Regions from separate parts of the Bombyx mori genome. Here region 2 is linked to region 1. A link is a contact called in public Hi-C data. All regions are on one chromosome and are shown on one strand. Each heading gives the region's core, a stretch centred on a gene start, on an enhancer-like site or on the middle of the called end of the contact. The rest is flanking DNA. Distances are from core to core; before and after follow the strand shown. Region 1 holds the start of LOC692448 (furin-like convetase). Region 2 overlaps LOC692448 (furin-like convetase).

Region 1 (5,940 bases), core at 1,408-3,907:
TGAGCGCTTCCAAATGTTAATTCGTTCGGTTCGAAGACATTTAAAGGTATATTTTTTTTTTTATAAATTAAACCTACAACATTTATAATGTGGGATTAATAAGGTTTTAGTGTTTTTGTTGTTTAATTAGTAGGAACAGTCGTGATTTTGTGCTGGCGAAATATGCTTCAACATATTTCGGACAAATATATTATGTATGATTTTTTTCTTTTTTCTTGAGACGGTCCTGATGTGCGACTTAAATTGTGATTGGGATTACCTTAAAATATTATTATTCTAAGACAAGTCTATGTAAAAGAAAGACTCTTCACTATCTTCACTTTTTTCTTCATATTGCCCGTTAAGACATACAAAACTCGAAAACTAATTCAAAGATCCACGAAAGAATGCAGAGAGGTTGTCTCAATTAGATGGTTCGACTAAATTCGCTTAACTCAAAAAACCAAGCTACATTAAGTATGCCCTCCAAAGGACCAACACTGATGGAGGAGTATCATAGACGAGAAATTAATTGATCTCACATCGGTGGAACCACGACCTTCGGTAATGAGGAAGACGAGGCGAGGAAGAGCAGTACTGATACTGCTGAATGAATGTTGAATACATAAAAGGCATGCGATTAATTATTTACACGTTGTCTGTGTTTATTTTCACATTGGAAGCGCATGAGTTGTGTAAATATGTAAACGATGCTATTCAATGGAATGCGGTCGTCAAAATGGTTGGTCTTGCACAGTTTACAAGAGTTTTCTAGAAATAACGCACTAATTTTATCACAGTACAATACAAGCAACACGATTCACTTGTAAAACGATCTCGATATCTTGAATATGGCAATTGTTAAACTAAATCTTAATAAAACATTTTTTATGGCTTAGATGGGTGGACGAGCTCACAGCCCACCTGGTGTTAAGTGGTTACTGGAGCCTATGGGCAACGTAAATGCGCCACCCACCTTGAAATATAAGTTCTGAGATCTCAGTATACATATGTATAATTATTCTGTCCGCGTGTACATATGTTAGTGAACTAATTTTTTTTTGTGTGCGTTCCAGTGATTTCGAGAATGGTATAGATTCACAATGAAATGTAATAACTTTTTTATTAATTCATCATCATTCATGTTAGTCTAAATGAAATTTTCGCTGTATTTTTTTTATTATAACTTTTTCTTGAGCCGTTTCATTAGAGCAGGATAAGATTAATTTGAATTACAAATTCGAAAACACCGCTGTGAATTTTAAGGCCATTCTACCTTGTTTTACTTTCTTTTGAGGTCAACCTTAAGCGGTCAATGTCAAAAATTGATCATTGATTCATTTTGTGGAACTCCTAATTGTTTTGTACAATGGCGGAAAGCAGTCACGAATACGTAACGAACCATTCAAGGTTACCTATTGACCTGGCAATAGCTAAGCTATCATTATTATAAATGACCGGTCTAGTCAACGAAATTTACATCTATTCATTTGCGACGTTAATTAGAAAAAGGAAATTGTATTCAGACACTCGTGTTGGATGCTCGATATTATTATTCATGAAAATATGTACTTTGTTCTTTGATGTCGAAGCTTTTGATACAAGGCTATAAGATGTTCGGTAAAGTCTGATCTATTGATTTCCAAAACCAAATCGGATGTCAAGGTGAGCCTTGAGTCGCGACAGAAACGAACGTTCAGTTTTGATAATCAATTTGTAGACAACTTCTTTTTGTCCCTACCTATTCACTGGTTGCCTAAGGGCATCGAGATTCGTAATATCTTGATGCCTAAGGGGATATTTCAGATACGCGCGGACGGGTAGGTGAACTCACGGTCTCAACCTGAGAGGATTTGCTAACACTAGCCCTAGCAAGAGCAGTGCTTCACACAATCTACCGCCAGATCGGAATTGCGATCCATTGAGAAGATGCGGCGAGAAACTCAGTGAGCTAATATAAACCTCCTTAGTGGCATATGTGACTTACATCTCAAATAACATTATTCTTTAATAAATATATATTATCCGATACAGTATTATCAGTAGTCGTCGTGGCCTAAAAGATAAGACGTCCGTTGCATTTGTATCTATCGATGCAACGGTGTTCGAATCCCGCTGACAAGTACCAACTTTTCTAATGAAATACTTACATAACAAATGCTCACAATTTACTACCACAATGAAGGAATAACATCGTGTAATAAAAATCAAACCCCCAAAATAATAATTTGCGTAATTACTGTTGGTAGGACGTCTTGTGAGTCCGCACGGATAGGTACCACCACCCTGCCTATTTCTGCCGTGAAGCAGTAATGCGTTTCGGTTTGAAGGTTGGGGCAGCCGTTGTATTATACTTTAGAACTTATATCTCAAGGTATGATGTGTTCCCTGTTGGACGGATTCCTTTTGTTTGTTTTAAGTTTATTTTATACAAAAATTTAGGTCTTTTATTTATCGATTGAGGCACTACGAAGTCTGCCGGGTCAGCTAGTATGCAATAAAAAAAATCTCCTTACCTTTCCAAGATTGACGAAGCCGTGGTCCCTGGCGACGGCATCGGCAACTTCTCTTCCTTCCGGTATATGGACGGCCCATGTTGGCGTGTAATGCCCTAGTGTTGTTTCAATGTGCGACAGAACCGACACCAGGATCGAGAGTACGAGAACACCGCGCGCCATCGCACGGTCACACTCACCAGCTAGTACTTATCAACATTGCACATACACAAAACAGTTTAGGTCGACTTCGGTCCTAAAAAGTCTGATAGTATATTTAAAAAAAAAAACACTCCGACTGTAACTATTTAGATCTCTTCTATTTCATGTCAATCTTTGATATGTATGCCTAAAGTTTAAATAAATTGTTTGCTTGGTTATTGTAATAACTGACTGACAGGGCGGTCCAGCAGTTAGCACTCCTGAGTCTTTTGCCGAGGCTTCGATTCCCAAATCGGACAAACATTTGTCTGATTAACAGATTTATTTTCTCCCTGTCTGGGTATTTATTATCTATATATGTGTCTATTTTAACGTATATAAGTATGAATATCAGGCCCTGACACCCACAACACAAGGGATCCTAATTTGGAGTCGGATGACCGTGAGGGACTTGTTCCCTGTTTTAATTATTAATATTGTTGGCTTGTCTCTGTCCCTACCATTGCCGACGTCCACAAGCGACGGTTACCACTTACCATCAGGTGGGCGTATGCACGTCTGCCTATAAAGGCAATAAAAAAATTATTATTATCAATATTAAAAAAAAAAAAAACATTCGAACCGAATGTGTCCAAATTAAGGAAAATGGACCGTGCGAAAAGTCCTAATTAAATTTTTGCACTACATATTTCCTGATTCGGCTTTTCGAGCGTAGCACTTCGAGTTAATTAATGTTAAATATTCAACAAAAAAGTTATAACAATTATTTCTTATTAAGTCTCGCGTTTAATTTAGATTTGGAATTGCAAAGGGTATTTTTAGTAAATGTTATCAGAAAAACATTGCATTATAAATTTGCTTTCTTAATAATGCCGTTTAATTAATATTGCGACATTGTCCAACTACGTCTTCTAACATGGAATAATTTACTGAATTGTCACCGGGGATTCGAATTTCTCTCCAATTTCGAATTCAATGGGTGCGGTTTTTGTGTAACGACTAACAATAAAACGTTCGTTCGAAATAAATTACCAATCAGACGGAAATAGGTTTTCAGTGAATTAAAACTTGAAGAAACGAACCTTGCCAGCACTTTCGTAATAACTGGGTCAAGTATATAATATAAGAATGACAAAGCTACAGATCCCGACAGGGCTATCTTTGTATCGCTCTTTATTATCGAATCACAAGGAAATCATTAATCACTGCGTTCTATCAACGTACTTCAACCTACTTTCCTGATAGTAATGCTCACTGACCTTTTCTTTGTAAACAATAAATCATAGAAAAATTATGTTTTAAATCAGTTTATGATCGTAATTACTGCGTTTTTTTTTTTAATTATTAAACTGATTATAAGGAAATACTTGAATATTTATCTCACCATCTTTTATTGAACATACTTAATTTGTGGAAATATGGTTTTTCTTTTATAATATACATCTTATAATTTGTCCAAACCAGATAAAAAAAATAGGTAAAAGAAACGGTTTATTCTTCAAATATTTACTGATAACCCCGTTGGGTGAGAGATATAAATACAATCAGTAGTGTCACGAACAACTTGAACGTTTTGTTCGAATGTGATAATTGTCGGAACTCTTGACTTGTTAAGTTTTGGCAAGCTTGGCAAATGGTATTTAACCGATTTTAAAACCATTGATAATAAAGTGAATGCTTTAAAATCGAGTACAAATAAAAAAAAAAGTGAAAATGTTGTCGAAATTAATCAAGAGATAACGGTTCTTTTTGTTGTTAAGAGTGACGGCACGCGTTCTTAACTCATTTCCATAACATTGTCCTAAGCATGTTTTTAATATTTACAAATACGACTGCAAATATTTATAAAAAAAATCATAATAAAGTAGGACAGTCAACGCGTGTGGATGCTAGACTGCAATGTCGGCTATTTACAGTTAACATCCACAATTAATCAAGCAAACGCATACCATACGAGTTTGTAATTTACATAGCAAAACTATTGAGTTCTTAAGTAAATATGGAATTTTGAAAGTAACGTTGGTAAACATTAAAACGCGAAGTTTATCTTATCTGTCTCCATCGGGCACGTTAGCTATCGTCGTGACAAATCCGTGCAATTTTATGTGCAGCCCACGTCGAAAAGCGGATGCTTCATCAATGGAATCCGATGGGAAGGACCAAGATTCCGTGGCACTTAGACAATAGCTGGCGGTGAGAGTCGGCGCCGCTGTGACGAGCGTTCACCTCTCGCATCTCGCCGGCTAGTTATCACTATTTATTAAATTATTTGTCGTGTTTACGTTATCAGAGAGAACCACAACGCGGCACTGTGATGTTTTGCAGTAAACACTCACCGCGAGGAACACAGTACGACTGTCAAATGGCGCGTGAATAACACGATCTCGCGATGTGAAACGCGAGCTACACGTCCGCGCACGTGAAGCTGACTGGTTCGTTGCCACTACTTTGCTCTCGGTCGCACGTCGCGATTGGAGCGGGAGACGAAAACGATGTTGCCAAATTTTAATTTCGAAGAATTCTGGAATGTTGCGGCTTTAGTGATGATTGATCTTTTGATTTAGATTAATTCTTAGAAAGTCAACTTGAAAAAGAAATCTGGTAACAGAATTTAGTAGTTTTAATTTTGCAAAAAGTGGAAAGCCACAGAATGTCAAAGAATGTAATAATTTTATTTCAGTGCAGGATAAGTTCACACCGTCCTCGATAGTAGGCGGGACCCATAGACATCACAGTGTGGAATGTGGAATAATCAACTGGAAATACAAAATCAAAGATAAGTTATTCCAATTTCATTGAATTGCCTTTTTGTGATCTCAATACACAAGCATACAAGCATCATATCTCGTCTTATCGGAATGCATTATCTGGTACGATGAGTGGATATCGTATGTTCTTTTAACGTCTAATCTGGTGTCCTTCGGTATCTACAAGTAAACAATTATTATTGTATAAAGCACTGTTTACTGTAACTATTATTGGCATCATAATTGACATGACAGTTCATGATACTATATTCTGTATGCACAAATGTCACGTGGTGCGCTGCAATTTCGCGTCATATCTAAATATTTGCCTATGGTGTATTTATTCCAGCATTAATCGCCTTTGACTTTGCGAGTAGAGAAATCGGAATCCAAGCACCACCTACTTATTTCTGATTAAGTTCTTTGCATGATTCAAAACAAGTCTGCTTCCTCTCTGGTAGCATGAACGTGGTTCAGTCTTTTAGTAAGGTTTCCACCGTGTTTTTGGAGTTTACTCCTTAAGAATCGATTTACATATATAGGCCCGGGGTATGAAA
Region 2 (5,940 bases), core at 2,370-4,869, 190 kb before region 1:
ATTTTAATTTAATTCCGAGCATTTTCATATTTGTCTACCTTTCAAACCTTCTCTGGAATTCCACAAATAATTCAAGACCAAAATTAGCCAAATCGGTCCAGCCGTTCTTTAGTTTTAGCGAGACTAACGAAGAGCAATTCATTTTTATATATATATATAGATTTAGAACCTTCAATGAATGTAAAAAAAAAAACAGCTAAGCCCCGAAATCAGAGCGGTCTGTACTGGTTGAAATATGCGTACTAAATTTTTTAAGAGTTCTACTATACTGTACTCAAATACCGTAAAAACCAAACTGGTTTTGCAATTACAGATTTTTATTAATTACAAAAACATAAAGCTCAATTTCACGGGATGAGATTTCAATAAAACATTAAATTATATTGTTAAGTGAACAATTCTATTCACATTTAAGCTGAAGATAAACTACAACTTCTTAACAAACAAATAATAAGGCCTATATTAAAACGAAATAACAAGAAAACTTATTAAGTAATGCTATTCAGAAACATAATTAGTTCGGGCTTAAAATTAGTAACAACTTTGCGAGTGAGAGTCAATTTTCTAAACAAAATCCAAGTGTTTTAATAAACACTCTTCTTAAGCATAATGGATTTTCGTACCCAAATTTACTTAATTTACTCCATGGTTCAGCTCAAGCGGAATATCTGGGTCGATAAAAAAAATCTAATTAAATTATTAGTCTTATTTTTTAAAGAAAATGTTAACTAGTGGTAGAACATCTTGTGAGTCCGCACGGGTAGGTACCACCAGCCCGCCTATTTCAGCCGTGGAGCAGTAATGCGTTTCGGTTTGAAGGGTGGGGCAGCCGTTGTAACTATACTGAGACCTTAGAACTCATATCTTAAGGTGGGTGGTGGCATTTACGTTGTAGATGTCTATGGGCTTCAGTAACCACTTAACACCAGGTGGGCTGTGAGCTCGTCCACCAATCAAAACAATAAAAAAAATGCTTTTTTTAATGTATTTAATAAAATAATAAATCATTATTATTTGGATTAAAATATTTTCAATATAAATCAGAGGTTATCAAAGTTTTCGATTTGAACACTCTTCTTTGGGTCGCCGCCATTTTAGTTACATTCCCAAGAGGAATGTCATCTATAATGCATCGTCACTCCATATTTCACGTCACGTGTATATCGGCCCACTCATCCATGAACCACAGACCATCATTTTGTTTTGTATGTACGTCAAGCAATACTGACAAAGGCCTAAATACACAACGCGGTCGTAGATTTCCGCATTAAATCAAGGGATGCCAACAATATGGACTGACATAAATGATGATCAAGCGAATCATTCAAAACAGAGTGCGGAACCATGTTCTGTCCGGAAGCATGTGAATGATCTAAAAAGGTTTTATTCGGTACTCTTGGGAACTGTCAGATACGTGACGTGTATAATAACATTTAAAATGTTCTATTTTGGTTATTTGTATACATTAGGTGTAGATGTAGAACAATGAGTTCGATCTCATGTCTCCAGGTCAGATCTCATGTCGTAATGAAATACATACTTAACAAATGTTCACGATCGACTTCCACCGTGAAGGAATAACATCGTGTAATAAAAATCAAGCCCGCAAAATTACTGGTGGTAGGACCTCTTGTGAGTCCGCGCGGGTAGGTACCACCACCCCGCCTATTTCTGCCGTGAAGCAGTAAAGTCAGCTTGAAGGGTGAGGCAGCTGTTGTAACTATATTGAGACCTTAGAACTTACATTTCAAGGTGTGTGGCGCATTTACGTTGTGTATGTCTATGGGCTCCAGTAACCACTTAACACCAGGTGGGCTGTGAGCTCGTCCACCCACCAAAGCAATATGGCATCGACAATATCTATGGGCTCCGATAACCACCTAAAACCGAATAGGCTGTAATTTTTTTTGAACATAATGCGTAACAAATAAAAGCATTGGCTAAATCCAATTAGCTATAGCAGAGCCCGTGTTCTCTTGTTACGAAATTATAAAAAAACAATACGATTTATTTTTAAATGCAACGCGGATTACGAAAGAGGATTACCGGAACGTTTATTCGCTTTGTTTTTAAACGCACGATGAACGATAAAGCTTAAAAATTTACATTACAAAAAAATATCGCTTTTTTTTGCAAAGGAAATTCAGACAAAAATACACTGTCAGAATATCGATTTCAACAATAGCATTTACAGATCCTAACTATATCGTAAATTTTGTTTTGGGTTTTAACATCTTCAATTCTTCATTTGAGACTAGATTTCATTGCGGAAGAGAATTTACAAAAATGAATACAAGTGTGACGACATATATTTTTAACAAATCGCAAAGAATCTAAACGTTGTTTTGATTATGGCACATAATACTTCAAAATGACGATGGCAAATATTAAACCTAGCATTACCATTAAAACCCGGCGTGAAAACGATGTTGAACGGGATTAACGGAATTTATTAATTGGGTAACCTTAATACGTCATAAAGTTGGCAAGATTAAAAACTTTAGAAACCACTGGTCAAGTGTTTATTTACCTCGACAACAGTACTACGAGGCCATGGCTCGATTTTCGATTTGAGGCGGTGTATTGATCAAAGATATTTGGTATTCAGGTTCTATTTCACATGTGTGACGGATTCGTTGATATTCCCCCTAATTTTTTTCAAATTATTAATGAACTTTAATACTATGACGTACCGTTTGAGAGTCATGCCAAACGAGAGCCAGATCATCATCAATGGCGTTCTGTCTTACTTCTTCAATAGATTCAGGCTCAGACAAGGTCCAAGGTTTCGTGTCAACCCGAGAATTTTCACCCAAAGAGTTGGTCTCCGGTGACACGTCTTGCTCCTGAGCCGGTGTCTCTGTTCCGTAGAAAATCAGCTCCCATTGAGTTAAAGTGCCGGCTTCTGTAAAACCATTGTACTGTATAGTATCTTAAAGTTATATACGCTTTTTAACGGTCACATATGTGAGAATAAGTTAAATATCATTATTTTAGCTGATGCAAAGATGCTATCGGGAATTGGAACTTCATAACAATGACATGACAAATTATCTTATCAATACCAAAGTTCACAGTGCAAATTTTTATTTGGGGCTCATTTAATAACGACAACAAAAATTCACGTAGGTAAATTAAAATTTGGATCGAAGAATCTTTTAAATTAAACGTGATATAAAAACCGTTGATTACTAATTACTTAAAAGTATAAAAAGATGTGTGTAAGTAAATGTAATATTAAGGTAAGTGTCAGAAGCTGCTAAAGCGAAATTAAAAGAAACACTACAAATAATAATGAATAAATAAGAAGAAAGTTCTCATATTAATTGATCGAGTTACGATTAGTACAGACTTTTGTTCATTATCAAATCAAATATTATTAAGTTACGGGCGAGAACTTTCTCGAAACAACAACAATAACAACAAAAAATCAAAATTAAACAATCGACTAAACGTTGTAATAAGAATTGTCTTCTAAACGACAGGTTTACTAAAGATCTGCAACAAAAAAAAAACGCAAAAACACATGCAGAGCTCTAGGCAAAACATGCTCTAGGCCAAACAAGACGGGACACAACATGCACACAGGCCGCTGACCTCTGTAGATACAATCACGCTGGACTGGCTCACAAAATTGCTAGTTGTTTTTACGTGTAGACGAAATTATATCAAAACTTTGACGCTCTCAATATAACCCAGAGTCTCTTGAACACGGCAATTCAATTTTAGCCAAGAAATAATTGGCTGTTCGATCGATTTTAAAATGTTATTATATTGTAGCCAGAATATTTGTAGGGGTGTGTCAGCCAGTCCAGATGTGGAGGTGAACGACACAGGCGCAGAAGTACCGTGGGCCTGTAGCGGCGCGGGGTATATCCTCTGTATCTTGGGGTACTGCTCGAACAGGTTAGACATCTTGCGGCCACGCGCGTCCGTTCCTGGGGGGGTGTCAGCTCGGAGGTGCAAGCTGAGGTCAGCCGGGACAGGGGGGACAGCAGAGGGGGTCGGGGTCGTCCTCGTCCCGGGCCTGCTCTGCTTCGACTTCTGCGAATTCCTGTTCGGATTCTTTGAATTCTTGTTTTTCTTCCTTTTGACTAAACCGACGCTGTAAGTCGGCGCTACAGGAACTATCTTCCCCCTGTTGTTCTTGCGGCCGGCTTGTAAGACGACGGGCCGCGACGCGTTCCCCTTGTTCCGTATGATTGGATTCCGGAATGGTATCGGATCGTTTTTCGCGGCAGGCGTGCTAGTCCCGTATAATGTTAATGACCACTCTTGCAACGACGCTCGGCCTACGGTTTAGAAATTAGTGTTAACTGTTTCCAGGCGGCATACGAATGAGGGTTATTATTGGTGAACGTTTCTCGTAGAATGCTATGAAAAGGAATTAAAAAAAAAACACAATGAATTATATTCGTGAATGCGCAAAAGTTACTGATGGTAAAATGTTTTTGTAATATCTGTTAAGCTTCCAGTAATTCCAAAGCCGATAAACGCCGTAACGCCCGATTCCTTTGAATGAAACTTGGCCGAGGAAAAAAGGCTACAGTTTGTTATTGACAGGTCATTTAACATTGGATAAATAGAGTACGTACCCATGTAGCGGCCTTCATTTGTGACCTCCAGTTGCCACTCGCCCAGCGGATTTTCACCCCACATATGGACCGACATGAAAGGCCACGAATTGAAGCCACTATGCGAAGAATCATGCGGCCTACGAAAGAAAAAGTTACCACAAATTATTTATAAGCGAACTAGCTGACCCGGCAGACTTCGTAGTGCCTCACTCGATAAATAAAAGACCTAAATTTTTGTATAAAATAAACTTAAAACAAAAAAAGGAAAAACAAATTTGTTATTTTTATTTAATTCCGAGCATTTTCATGTTTATTCACCTTTTAAACCTTCTCTGGACTTCCACGAATAATTCAAAACCAAAATTAGCCAAATCGGTCCAGCCGTTCTCGAGTTTTAGCGAGACTAACGAACAGCAATTCATTTTTATATTATAGAAGATTTGCTGTTTAATTTCTCCAAATTTATTGTGGTGTTTTTAATTTAAGAAACTATGCAATATCCCCAAATTCAAACAAACAAAAAATAATATTTTCCCAATACTTTATAAATCTAGATAGCATTCTTCGATTTAGTAAATGAATGAACGAATAAGAATCAACATTTAATTTCTTCGTTAGTGGTAACCGAGTCTCGTCACGTTTCCTAATCTAATTACATCGCAATACCACATTATGAATAGTAAGCTGAGGATTCAAGACGTTGATCTAATTATAATAAGTAAATATGTTTTCCTAATGAATTTCTGCATGGTTAAATACCGTATTTATTGTAAATGTAGTCGATTATTTTGGCCTTGTAGACAAACGAAAATACGGCCCGCTTGATGGTGAGTGGTTACCGTCGCCCGTGGACATCAGCAATGCCAAGGGTAAGCCGCTGCCCACTGGCAGCGAATTACGCTCGTATTTATTTTCTAATTAGCAATAGACAACAGAATCGAATAACAAAGAGTCTTAAAATTGTGTCATTTATTTTTGGTAACACATCACTTTTACTCTTAAATCAATAAACAAATTTTGAAGAGAAAGTTTTAGTATATAATTTTCGCGATAGTCACAGCAAAATGCAACGACGATTCACTGTACTTGAGACCTTAGACCTTATATCTCAAGGTGGGTGGCGCATTTACGTTGTGGATGTCTATGGGCTCCAGTAACTGCTTAACACCAGGTGGGCTGTGAGCTCGTCCACCCTACTAATAAAAAAAAATATATATATAATAATAATAGGCAATTTTCCCTTACCTAGGCGCCAACAAAGTGACATTAGTTCCAGCCGGCGAAGTCAAAGTGATGCGAAGATCTCCTCTTCTCGCGGCCGATAAAGAAATTCGGGCTTGAACGTGCTCTAAGTAATTAACTC

What was found. A called contact is a pair of places that touch in the nucleus more often than the background predicts.
Region 2: a Hi-C map of whole pupa shows a contact between it and region 1, with 2.0 times the contacts expected there. The contact joins the enhancer-like site here to the promoter of LOC692448 in region 1. A contact is called at or near these places in 2 of 7 Hi-C or Micro-C datasets (both in whole pupa).

The regions. Positions count from the first base shown.
Region 1 is chr21:5,876,690-5,882,629 of ASM3026992v2, reverse strand. It overlaps LOC692448 (furin-like convetase), which reads right to left and starts at 2,657. Exons shown (of 13, transcript NM_001043439.1): 1 at 2,496-2,657. The coding sequence starts at 2,657.
Region 2 is chr21:6,067,555-6,073,494 of ASM3026992v2, reverse strand. LOC692448 (furin-like convetase) reads right to left here. Exons shown (of 13, transcript NM_001043439.1): 10 at 5,823-5,940; 11 at 4,596-4,714; 12 at 2,694-2,905. Among protein-coding and RNA genes, the nearest start is that of Mir3291, 150 kb to the right of the region's middle. Within about 2 kb of position 3,619, at least 3 of the 8 cell types and tissues checked have open chromatin away from gene starts, as enhancers often do.